Regions from separate parts of the Capsicum annuum genome. Here region 2 is linked to region 1. A link is a contact called in public Hi-C data. All regions are on one chromosome and are shown on one strand. The core of a region is the stretch at or near the end of the contact, and the rest is flanking DNA. Distances in the headings are between cores, read along the strand shown. Region 1 holds the start of LOC107867739 (small RNA degrading nuclease 5). Region 2 holds the start of LOC107867738 (ribosome maturation protein SBDS).

What was found. Hi-C and Micro-C count contacts between places; a contact is called where the count stands out from the background.
Region 2: a Hi-C map of leaf shows a contact between it and region 1, with 2.4 times the contacts expected there. The contact joins the promoter of LOC107867738 here to the promoter of LOC107867739 in region 1. A contact is called at or near these places in 3 of 5 Hi-C or Micro-C datasets (leaf, pericarp and placenta).

What each region holds. Positions count from the first base shown.
Region 1 is chr4:171,497,470-171,502,751 of UCD10Xv1.1, forward strand. It overlaps LOC107867739 (small RNA degrading nuclease 5), which reads right to left and starts at 2,701. Exons shown (of 10, transcript XM_047410858.1): 1 at 2,524-2,701; 2 at 1,566-1,622; 3 at 1,410-1,475. The coding sequence starts at 2,601.
Region 2 is chr4:171,642,417-171,647,698 of UCD10Xv1.1, forward strand. It overlaps LOC107867738 (ribosome maturation protein SBDS), which reads left to right and starts at 2,833. Exons shown (of 6, transcript XM_016714117.2): 1 at 2,833-3,149; 2 at 4,407-4,536. The coding sequence starts at 3,016.

The DNA of each region.
Region 1 (5,282 bases), core at 1,451-3,950:
CAGCTACGTGTTACTGGCAGAATCTGCAAACTCATTACAGACTGACATACAAATTAAACACGGACCACATTCATTTATTTTTAGAATAAAATAGGAATCACATTAATTCAATAAAGGTAAAGTGAGTCTAAAATACAGCACATTAATAAATGAAGGAAGTATGCAAATGTACTTTAGTGAATTCATTAAGTAATTGTTGTACATACTTACAAGTGAATACCCAAGATGGGATATGGGTCCAAAAATGATTTTATTTTTCTTTTTTCCCTTTTTGGGTAGGTCAATAATTTCGATAACATAAACACCAAGTACGTATTAGAAGATATTTACAAGTTGTCAATGTCTAAGTTACTCGGACTCTGGTGCGGGTGACGTGGGTGCAGATCTATAGGTGGGATCCTTCATGATCTCAATCTTAAGATCCGGAGATATGGATCTAGGTATGGACACGCGTGCAAGGATTAGGTTAAAAATAATTCAATGTCTAAAAATAGAGTTATAAAACCTATATTGTGAGCTATTATATAGAAAACTTGAGGAGAAAATATTGATCAAGAGGAGAATCTAAAAGGAAAAGCAATAACATAGAAATTTCTATGAGCAAGGTATACCATTTTCTTCAATTTCACCTTAGCTTTTGTTTTAATTATAGAAATCATTAAATGTGTCTAAACTTTCCCTATCATTTTGGTCAAAGTACCCAAAATCAGTTGAACAGATCGGGTACATATCCCACACCCATGTTGTGCCAACACGGGTGCGGCACCGAAAGTGAAAAGTCCGAGTAACTTAGGCCAATGTGACTTAACTGAGTCATTCACCTTTGCCCAATTATCAAGACAGCAGGGCATCCTTTCCTTACACCGAAAGAACAAATTAAAAAAGAAAAAAAAAGTTGATCTTCTTTACATTGTTCTCACTAATTTGAGCAATCTTCAATTTCTACATTCCATGTGTCAAAAAAGGACAAAAAGGAGACATGATTTGATTCTTTTTGAACAGGTGAGTCAGAAAAAGTGAATCTAACAGTTATATAATTTGGTAACATCAGATACTCCAGTGTGATTTATATAATCATTTATACACTTTCGGGTGACTAATGCTTTAATGTACCTTACCAGCAAAATCTACATCACCTATCTAGCATGGAGATGAAAATGTATTCTAGATCACTAGCAAACAATTATTGTTGCATGTGTTATTTATACACTATCAAATATATAAATAATCCAGTAAGCAATCCTTGAAATGGACCAGATTGATATGAGAAACCTCAAGGTAAGGACAGCTCAATCTGTCCTCACCAGATTTTCCTCAACGTATTCCAAAAAAGTGAGACGTTTGTGCGTCTGATACAGTTATACATGCCTGCGTGGATAACATGCAAAGAAAGGAATGAAATACATTACTTTGATAAAAACCCATGATGGCATGAACCCATCAGCAAGCACCCAGGTGACAAGTCCTTGCACGTCCTGTATTATCACATTAAGCATGATAAATCAAGTTCTAACCTCTTGTAAAATAAGAAAAAATAACCTCGATCAGTATGTTATTAAACATACTTGAAGATTCAAGGTTGAGTTGGCTTCTGGTTTGTTGAAAACAATATCTGCTCGCGCCTACACCACAATCAAAAATTCAAACCTTGTATAACAATCACACAGACATTAAAAAGTTCAACCAACATGCATAATAATTTCTCTTTCACAATGATAAATAACAATGGATCAGACACAACTATCTGGAAAATTAACAACATGACCATTGTCTCCCAAACAAAAACAGAAGAAAAATACCAAGCAAACACCAAATAGAAAATGACGCTGACAACAGGAATAGTATGTCACCACGGCGTTCCAAATTTTTCAATAATACGAATCTTAATTTCTTCAATAGCACTCCTCCTCTTTGGGTGAGCAAGTTAAAATTACTCACTTAAATGAACTCAATCTACAAATCACGAAAGATATTTCTTTTATCGGTTACAAAAGCTGCTTTATTTTCCCCCTTTTAGCCTTGTCTCTTTTATACACTGCCCTCCCCAAACCCCACTTATGGAATTACACTGGCTATGTTGTTGTTTTGGGGTTTCTATCATGATTAATTAATTTTCAAAATTAATGCCTTTATAACCACTCTCCATTGAACTCACAATTAAAACAATATATCCTCATCATACTAAATTTTCATTTAGCAACAATCTCCTCTTTTCTTCAAGTTAACCAATTAAAACTCCATCCAATACAACCCAATTAAACTAACTCCACTCAAAAGCTCCACAAAGAAATCCATGTTACTCGTGAAACCCAACAACAATAACAAAAAAAAAAATCCAGAAAAGCTGTGCTATAACTATTTAAGAACTTTATAAGGATACCCACATCCACTAATAAGCAAAATAAATTCACATTCATGATATACAAAAGCAGAGCTTTGGTACTCCATTAAAGAAGTTTTTTTGAAAAAAAAAAAAAAAAAACATATACATAAGATGAAAAAGCAATATTATAGGAAAGGGACCTCAGGGCCATAAACATCAAAGAAGGATTTGGCTTTGTGTTCGTCAGAGTTTTCAGTTTTACTGTTCTCCAAACTCATGTCGTTACTAAATAGTCAGTCACCGAACAGAAAAAAGGCACATAGGGGAAGGCATGTTGTTAGGGTCGGACCCTTCTTATATTCTTTTCTTCTCTTTTTTTTTTTTTTTTTTTTTACATGAAGGTTTTCAAATGTTTGTCATAGTAAATCTTTTGATTGATAATAGCATTTTTTGCTGGCTAATATTAAATTTTGATTTTGATTCTGATTCTTATTATATTTAATTTTTGTTATTGATATGGAGTAATAATTTAAAATTTTATAGTTGAGGGTTATAGTGTAGAATGAATTACTTAATTCTCTTAGGGGTCATTTTTTTAAATGCTTGTTTGGTTGATAATATTTGGATAATTTATTTTTGAATTAATAATTAATATCAGGATAAATTATCCACTCAATTGGTGGAATAGTTATTCCACCATAATTTCTCCTTCGGATAAATTTATAAAAGGACAAAAATATCCTCAAATCTTATGATATTCATTTCACACATATATATATTTTATTTATGAATATATTATACGTTAAATTTATTTAAATAATTACTATGTTAATTTATATATTTTAATTTCTCTAAAAAATAATAAAAATATCGACTGCATTATTGAACAACAACAACAATAAACCCAGTGTATTCCCATCTAGTGGAGTCTGGGGGGTAAGATGTACGCAGTCCATACCTCTACCTTTGATGAAGTAGAAAGGCTGTTTCCGATAGACCCCCGGCTCAAGGCACGAGATATCACACACAAACACATAGTAAAGTACAGAAGCAGATTACATAACATAAATACGGCACCCAAAGTAATATAAAACAGAGGAAAGCAGAAGAAAGCACACAGATTCGTAATAAACATGGAACACGGAACATGGAACACGGAATCATAACAGGAATAAAACCCCCACCAAGTAATTCCCTACCCTAGCGACCCAAACTGGACCTAATCCTCTGCCGTAATTCGCGTCCTCCAGACCTTCCTAAATTAAATAGTTTTTTAATCACTTGAAAATTGATATTGTATATATTAGTTAAAATGAATTTTAATATGCTATGTTATATGAGTGATATGTGTTTAAATGAAGTCATGAACAACAAATTCTCTTTTACTTTAACGAATTTAAGTTGGAAGTTTTTATTTCATACTAAATAAGATGTAGTAGGATTTATTTTAAACACATATGGCATAATTATGGGAAGGCACACGCAAAAAAATTAAAGCTAAATAAGATAAAAATTTTATTTTTAAAATACACGCGATATAATCATGAAAATGCGCACACACAACAAAAATTAAGCTAAATAAGATGAAAGTTTTATTTTTAAGAATAAATATTTAAGCTTGAAAAGAAATATATATTAAAAAAAATTAAATAAGATGGAGGGTATTTTGATAATCAATTAATTTATTCCTAAAAATTATATCATGCATATTACTTTAAATACAACAAACCAAACACTCAGTAAAAAATAATCCCAGTATAACTAGTACCAATATAACTCATTCTATCATGACTTATCACAGTATAACTAATCTCAGTATATCTACGTTCCCAATCAAACAACCCCTTATAGGATAAATGATTAACCCGTTATAAAGTTGTACTTTTATCCTTAAGTCTATGAAATATACGTTGTAAATTCTAAAAATGTAAAGTTAATGTGGAAAGTCTTAGCCTACAGTCCCATTCAATAATCAATTATTCACTTCTTAGTTTTTAATTCTTAGATTGGAAAACAACCCTAGGCAGTGAAAAAAACCCTAAGCCAAACTGCTGAATATTTTCTTCACAACAGGATCATCTTTTCAGTATGTTCTTCGACAAGTCGTCAACATTTAACAAAGTTTTTGTTCACCGTGCGTGAATAGTTTCTATCCAGACAACTTCGTTGTCACTGCCTCAATGCATTTAGCTCAATGAAAAAGTTATAAATAACATAAATATCAAATCCTAATTATACTCACTCCCATTTTTTTAATTACTTTACTCTCTCTCCCTATTAATATACATAACATAGCCGATATATACATAACATTTGTGTATATATTGGGATTTTTGTAATATGTTTAGAGAGTTGAGATTTTTTGTAATATTAGAAACATAAGTTGTGCATTTGTGTAATTTTTAATTTTTCTTTCTAATGTGGCTAAATTCATTGAAAAAGATATAGTGAAGTTAATTGTTACATCATCCTTTATCCGCCCGATAATTATTAAGTTGATACCAAACCAACCAATATCTTTTTGTTGGCTAGCGGATTAATACATTTAAAAGCTGATAAATGATAAGAAAAACCGTTAAAAGTAATTATCCATCCAATCTATCTAATAAATAGCCTTAGTAATAATATAAGTTTTAATATTAAATATGGGTATTTATATGGTGAATAATTAAGAATTATGGTAAAATTATAAATAAAGGAATAAGATGTATATTCTAAATAAATGAAAATTAAATGTATTTGTCATATATTAAAATTAGTAAACATTTTCGATTAAGAAAAAATGTATCATCCTAATTTTATGATTTCTTTCTTTATTTAGTTTCAACAAATAAAAAGTAAAACGATATAGGAGATTAAATTCACTTATTTATATCCTCCACATACACAACGTTAACAACAATAACTATTCCTTGCTTCCAAATAAGGAGGTCGAAAACAATATTCATAATTTATTCCA
Region 2 (5,282 bases), core at 1,583-4,082, 150 kb after region 1:
TTTATTTCTTTAATTTTCTTATACATAAAATTTTTTACTATGTGTGAATAAATTATTTCTATGTAAAATATACTTTGCATATTTATGGTATATTATATCATATACCATAAATATATAAATATGGTTAGTATGTTTCTTTATACTTTATATATTTATATGTGTGTGTATATGATATATACATGGTATAAACTTTATATATAACATACTTTGTATATTTCTGTTATAAATATAATACTTTATATATTTATGGATATAAATATAATACTTTGTGCATAAAGATACCAAGTATTATGGTATATAAAGGTAACCGTTGCAGTTTAAGGTATACATTTGTTAAATTAGACATATTTTTTTATGAAAAATATGTATCACCGATTTATATTTTTAGTATATATATGGTATAAACTATTTATATTTGAATAGTATAATAAAGATGTACACAATATAATATATATAATCAAATTAAAAATGAAAATAATTTGTGGTAGTGGTGAACTAATCTGCTACAACTTTATTAATTCCATAAATATAGAAAACGATTATCCATTATTAATTACATGACTATAATTCCTTAAACGTCCGTATCACAATAGAAAAATTATTATTATTATTATTATTATTATTATTATATAGTAATTAGGATCATTAACAGTAAAATAATGTCTTAAATAAGGGAGAAAAATAATGATGAGAGACAAAAAGAGATATATATTAGTTCGGATAACATTAAGTTTGAAATTATAACTATCTTATTCTTTAAAACTGCTATATACGTAATATTGAAAAAGTAATATTATAAGGAGAGTTTTATGTAAAAATTTAAAAGATTGAGGTTATATGTAATAAGGGAAAAGACTCAAATATGCCACTGAACTATCAGAAATGACTCATTTATGTCATCCGTTAAAAGTAGGGCTCATTCGTGCCATTGCCGTTACAAAACTAGCTCATCCATGCCATTACTTTTAACAACCGATTTTTAGAAAATAGCTTTGCCACGTGGCAGCATATTAGAGGTTCACGTCATTTTTTATTATTTTTTATTTTTTTAAAATTTTTTTTTTAACTTTTTTTTTGATGCATTAAAAAGAATCCACACAATTTTTTGATCCATTAAAAATTAGTTTAATCTATACTTTTAAAATTTGAGATTATTTGTATATTGCCCCATATCAATGGTTTTTTTTTTTCCTTTTTTGGCTTTCACTTGTGACTCTGTTCACAATACAGATCAATAATATGATCATCTCCCTTTGAACTAAGTTTTACTTGATTAATTACTGTTAGTGAGTTAATTTTGAGATTATTTGTGTATCGCCTCATATCATCCGAGTATTTATAGTTACCAAACTCATCGACTTTTTTTTTGGATTGTTTGCGGCTTAAAATTGTGGTCAAATATAGTAAATTGATCCATAGACAAGCAAAGACAATACGTCTCATGCCGTCACTCTATCATCCTCATACCCATCCTGCAAAAATTTCAATACAGTGGTGTTGATATCAATTATTGTGCTATTTAATTACCATAAAATACTTTTAATATTGTATGATATCATTCGCTTTGAACCAAATTGACATTTTTTTTTCAAGAGACCTTAAATATCCGACATTTTATAAATAATTTCATTTCTTTTTTACTTTTCACGTGGAATATTGTTCTCTCAAACACTTATTATACTGCTCCCTTTCATCTTTTTTAATATTTCATTTAATGTTTTGACACAATCATATATTAAGATAATTATTTGACAATCAACATTAATCATTGGAGGTAGAATATTTGTCTAAACTACAATTATGTTTTTCTTAAATTACAATTTGATTTAATGATATAGTTACATAAAAATTGGTGAGACGTCATAATTTTATATCCTTATATAATTAATTTTAAGTGGTCCAATCCTAATTAGAAATTGAATAAAAATAATATATAAGCCATGCATGCAAGTTACAACTCACAAGTATTATGTATGTATAGTCTTTATCATTTCATTATATACTTAATTCAATGAATTGATTAATTCTAAAATTTTATTGTTCTTTTCTCTTTAATGAAATAAAATATCTAAGAAGAAAGAATAAAATGAAGATGACATGGAATTTGTATAATATAATCTAAGGCCAGTTGACATATATAAAAACAAAAGTAAATCTAATATATTTTTGATAAGTTAGATAACATGGGAGTATATATTTGTGTGGGAGAATAAAATAAATTAATATATGTTCATTGATTTGTTCATATATATTTTTATGTTATTTTAAAATCTTTTAATGAAAATTTTGACTCTACTATTAACGTAATCGTCATAAATCAAACTAATTTTTAATGGATCAAAAAATTATGTGGATTCTTTTTAATGGATAATTTTTTTTTTAAAATTTTAAAAAATTAAAAAATGACGTGAACCTCTAATATGCTGCCACGTGACAAAGTTGTTTTCTAAAAATTGGTTGTTAAAAGTAATGACATGGATGGATCAATTTTGTTACGGCGATGGCATGAATGAGTCCAACATTTAAAGGATGACATAAATGAGTTATTTTTGATAGTCCAGTGACATATTTGAGTCTTTTCCGATGTAATAATAATAAAAATTGAAATTGGTGTTGAAAAATTACTAAAACATCAAAAACCTATTTTCACTTTTCAGATTTTTTTTTTAAGAATTATTTTTAAAATTTTTATGATCAAACACCATAATTTTCAATTTTAATTTTTTTTTTTTCAAAAAAAGGGAAAAAGTTTTCATGACCAAACGGGTCTTGATACTAGTAGTACTATTTTCAGAATGAACAAAGGGCAAACGCCTGCCTATCTTTTAAAACAAAAAAGAAAAAGGAATAAAAAATAGTAGTATCCCATTGAACTGTTGCATGAGTACACATGCGAAATTGGGGAAATTAACTTGGTCCTTGTCTTTTCTTTCCGCTGCCGCTGTTCGCCTTTTGTTTTCCCATAAAACATAACCCGTCTGTCGAACCTACCAGAAACAGAGACGAGAATCTGTGATGTCGAAGACGCTGGTGCAGCCGATAGGGCAAAAGAGACTTACTAATGTTGCAGTTGTTCGTCTTAAGAAGCATGGTAACCGTTTCGAAATTGCTTGTTATAAGAATAAGGTCCTCTCTTGGCGTTCTGGCGTGTAAGTTTTCCTTCTTTCTTTTCTCCTTTCCATTCATTCCATTCTTGTCGAGCAATACTTTCTAGTATGAAGTTTGTATTTTTAGAAACTAATTAGATTAGTGTAAAAAAAGATTTAGGTTAAGTTCAAAAATGTTGGATTGAAAATTACGCTTTTTGTACATGCTTACAATTATTTTCATTATATATATATATATATATATATATATATATATATATATATATATATATATATATATATATAGTTGAGTCGATCCCTTTGGCTTCATTTATGCATTTACTTGTTCGTATTTTGAACCAATTTAGTGAAAATCCTGGCTCCTTGCTAGTAGACGGACTAAGTATTGTTAAAAGATAGGCTGGTGGAATTCTTTTTAATATTTAGAAACGAATTAGACTAGTGCAAAAAGGGATTCAAGTAAAAATTTAGGTTAAGCAAAAAAAATTGTTGGATTGAAAATTGCACTATTTATTGCACCCAAGGGTGTGACTTAGTGATCAATGTAGTGGTTTGAGGATATGTGGTCTCAGGTTTGAAGCCTAGCATAGATAAAAAAACATTAGGTGATTCTTCCCATCTACCCTAGCCTTGGTGGACTCAGTTATGTGATATCTGTTATTGCAGGTGGGAGGTACACAAGTATCAGTTGGATTTAGTTGAGTTGCCCGAAAGCTAGCCCGGACAACACGATTATCAAAAGAGTTTACATGATTTATGCATGGTTAAAATTATTTTTTCGTGTATGTATGTGCTATGTAGTAGATGTTGAACTCCTTTGGCTTTATTTGCGTGTTTACTAGTTCGTATTTTGAACCCACTCAGTGAAAATCGTGGTTCCGTCATTGGTAGACAGATTAAGGGTGTGTTTGGTATGAAGGAGAATGTTTTATATTGAAAATGTTTTCTTGAAAAACAAGTTGGTTTCTTACTTATTTTCTAGTTTTGGTAAGAAAGCAAAAAAGAGTTATTACAAGAACATTCCTGTGTAATCTAGTAAAACAATATAGGGGTGGGAGGGCTGGGGCCTTGGGCCTTGGGGGTGGGACGGTTAAGGGGTCAGGGGTGTTGGATGGGTTCCTGGGTGAGGAGGATACAATTATGAATAAACATAGAATTCCACTTATTAAACTTGTTTTCCCTACTTCCATTAAGGAAGTCATTTTTCTCATTTTTAAGGAGCTTGTTTTCCTCCATAACCAAACACATCCTCAGTATTGTTAGAAGATAGGTTGATGGAATTATTTTTTTGTGGTGTAGAGAGAAAGATGTGGATGAAGTGTTGCAGTCACATACTGTTTACTCGAATGTGTCAAAGGGTGTGCTTGCAAAGTCTAAAGATTTGACAAAGGCTTTTGGAACTGATGATCAGACCAAAATCTGTCTGGAGGTGAGCATCCCCCCTCCCCCTTTTGAAAAGCATTCGATGAAGGTTTTTACTTGAATCATACTGCAGAAGGTACTGAAAGCATTTGAAGTTGTTCAAACGTGTTGGCGTTTTACTTCTAACCTTTTTGGTTTCATTCTCTTTATGAGGTTTTCTATGGTTGTATGAGTTCCTGTTTCCTATTTTTTCTCATAGTTATATGCATATGAGATTTTCTTTGTTTGTGTTTGGAGTTTCTTGTTCGTGGTGTTTGAGTGATGTCTATGATTTCGAATACATAGTTTATGGTATTATCTGGTGGCTGTATTGTTTCCTGTATTATCTAGCAGTGTTAGTTTATTTTGCATACTGTATTAGTTTATATGCATTTATGTTTTGTGTTTGTTATACTGTTATCTGTCCTGAGCCGGGGGTCTATCGGAAACAACCTCTCTACTTCACCTAAGGTAGTGGTATGGTCTGTGTACACTCTACCCTCCCCAGACCCACTATGTGGGAATACACTGTGTATATTGTTGTTGTTGTAGTTATATGCATATGCTATTTACAAGCATGACTCTGCTTAAAATTAGTGTGTTACACTTTTTATTCTTATCTGGCATATCTATGAGTATGATGATTCTGGAAAGTAATGTCCGGGGAATTGGTTTAGTTTATATTTTTGGATAGTTTGGGCAATATTTTAGATATTTTCACTTCTTGTTTTAATCCAATTCCGCCTTTCTGAATCAATAAGATGGAAAGCTATT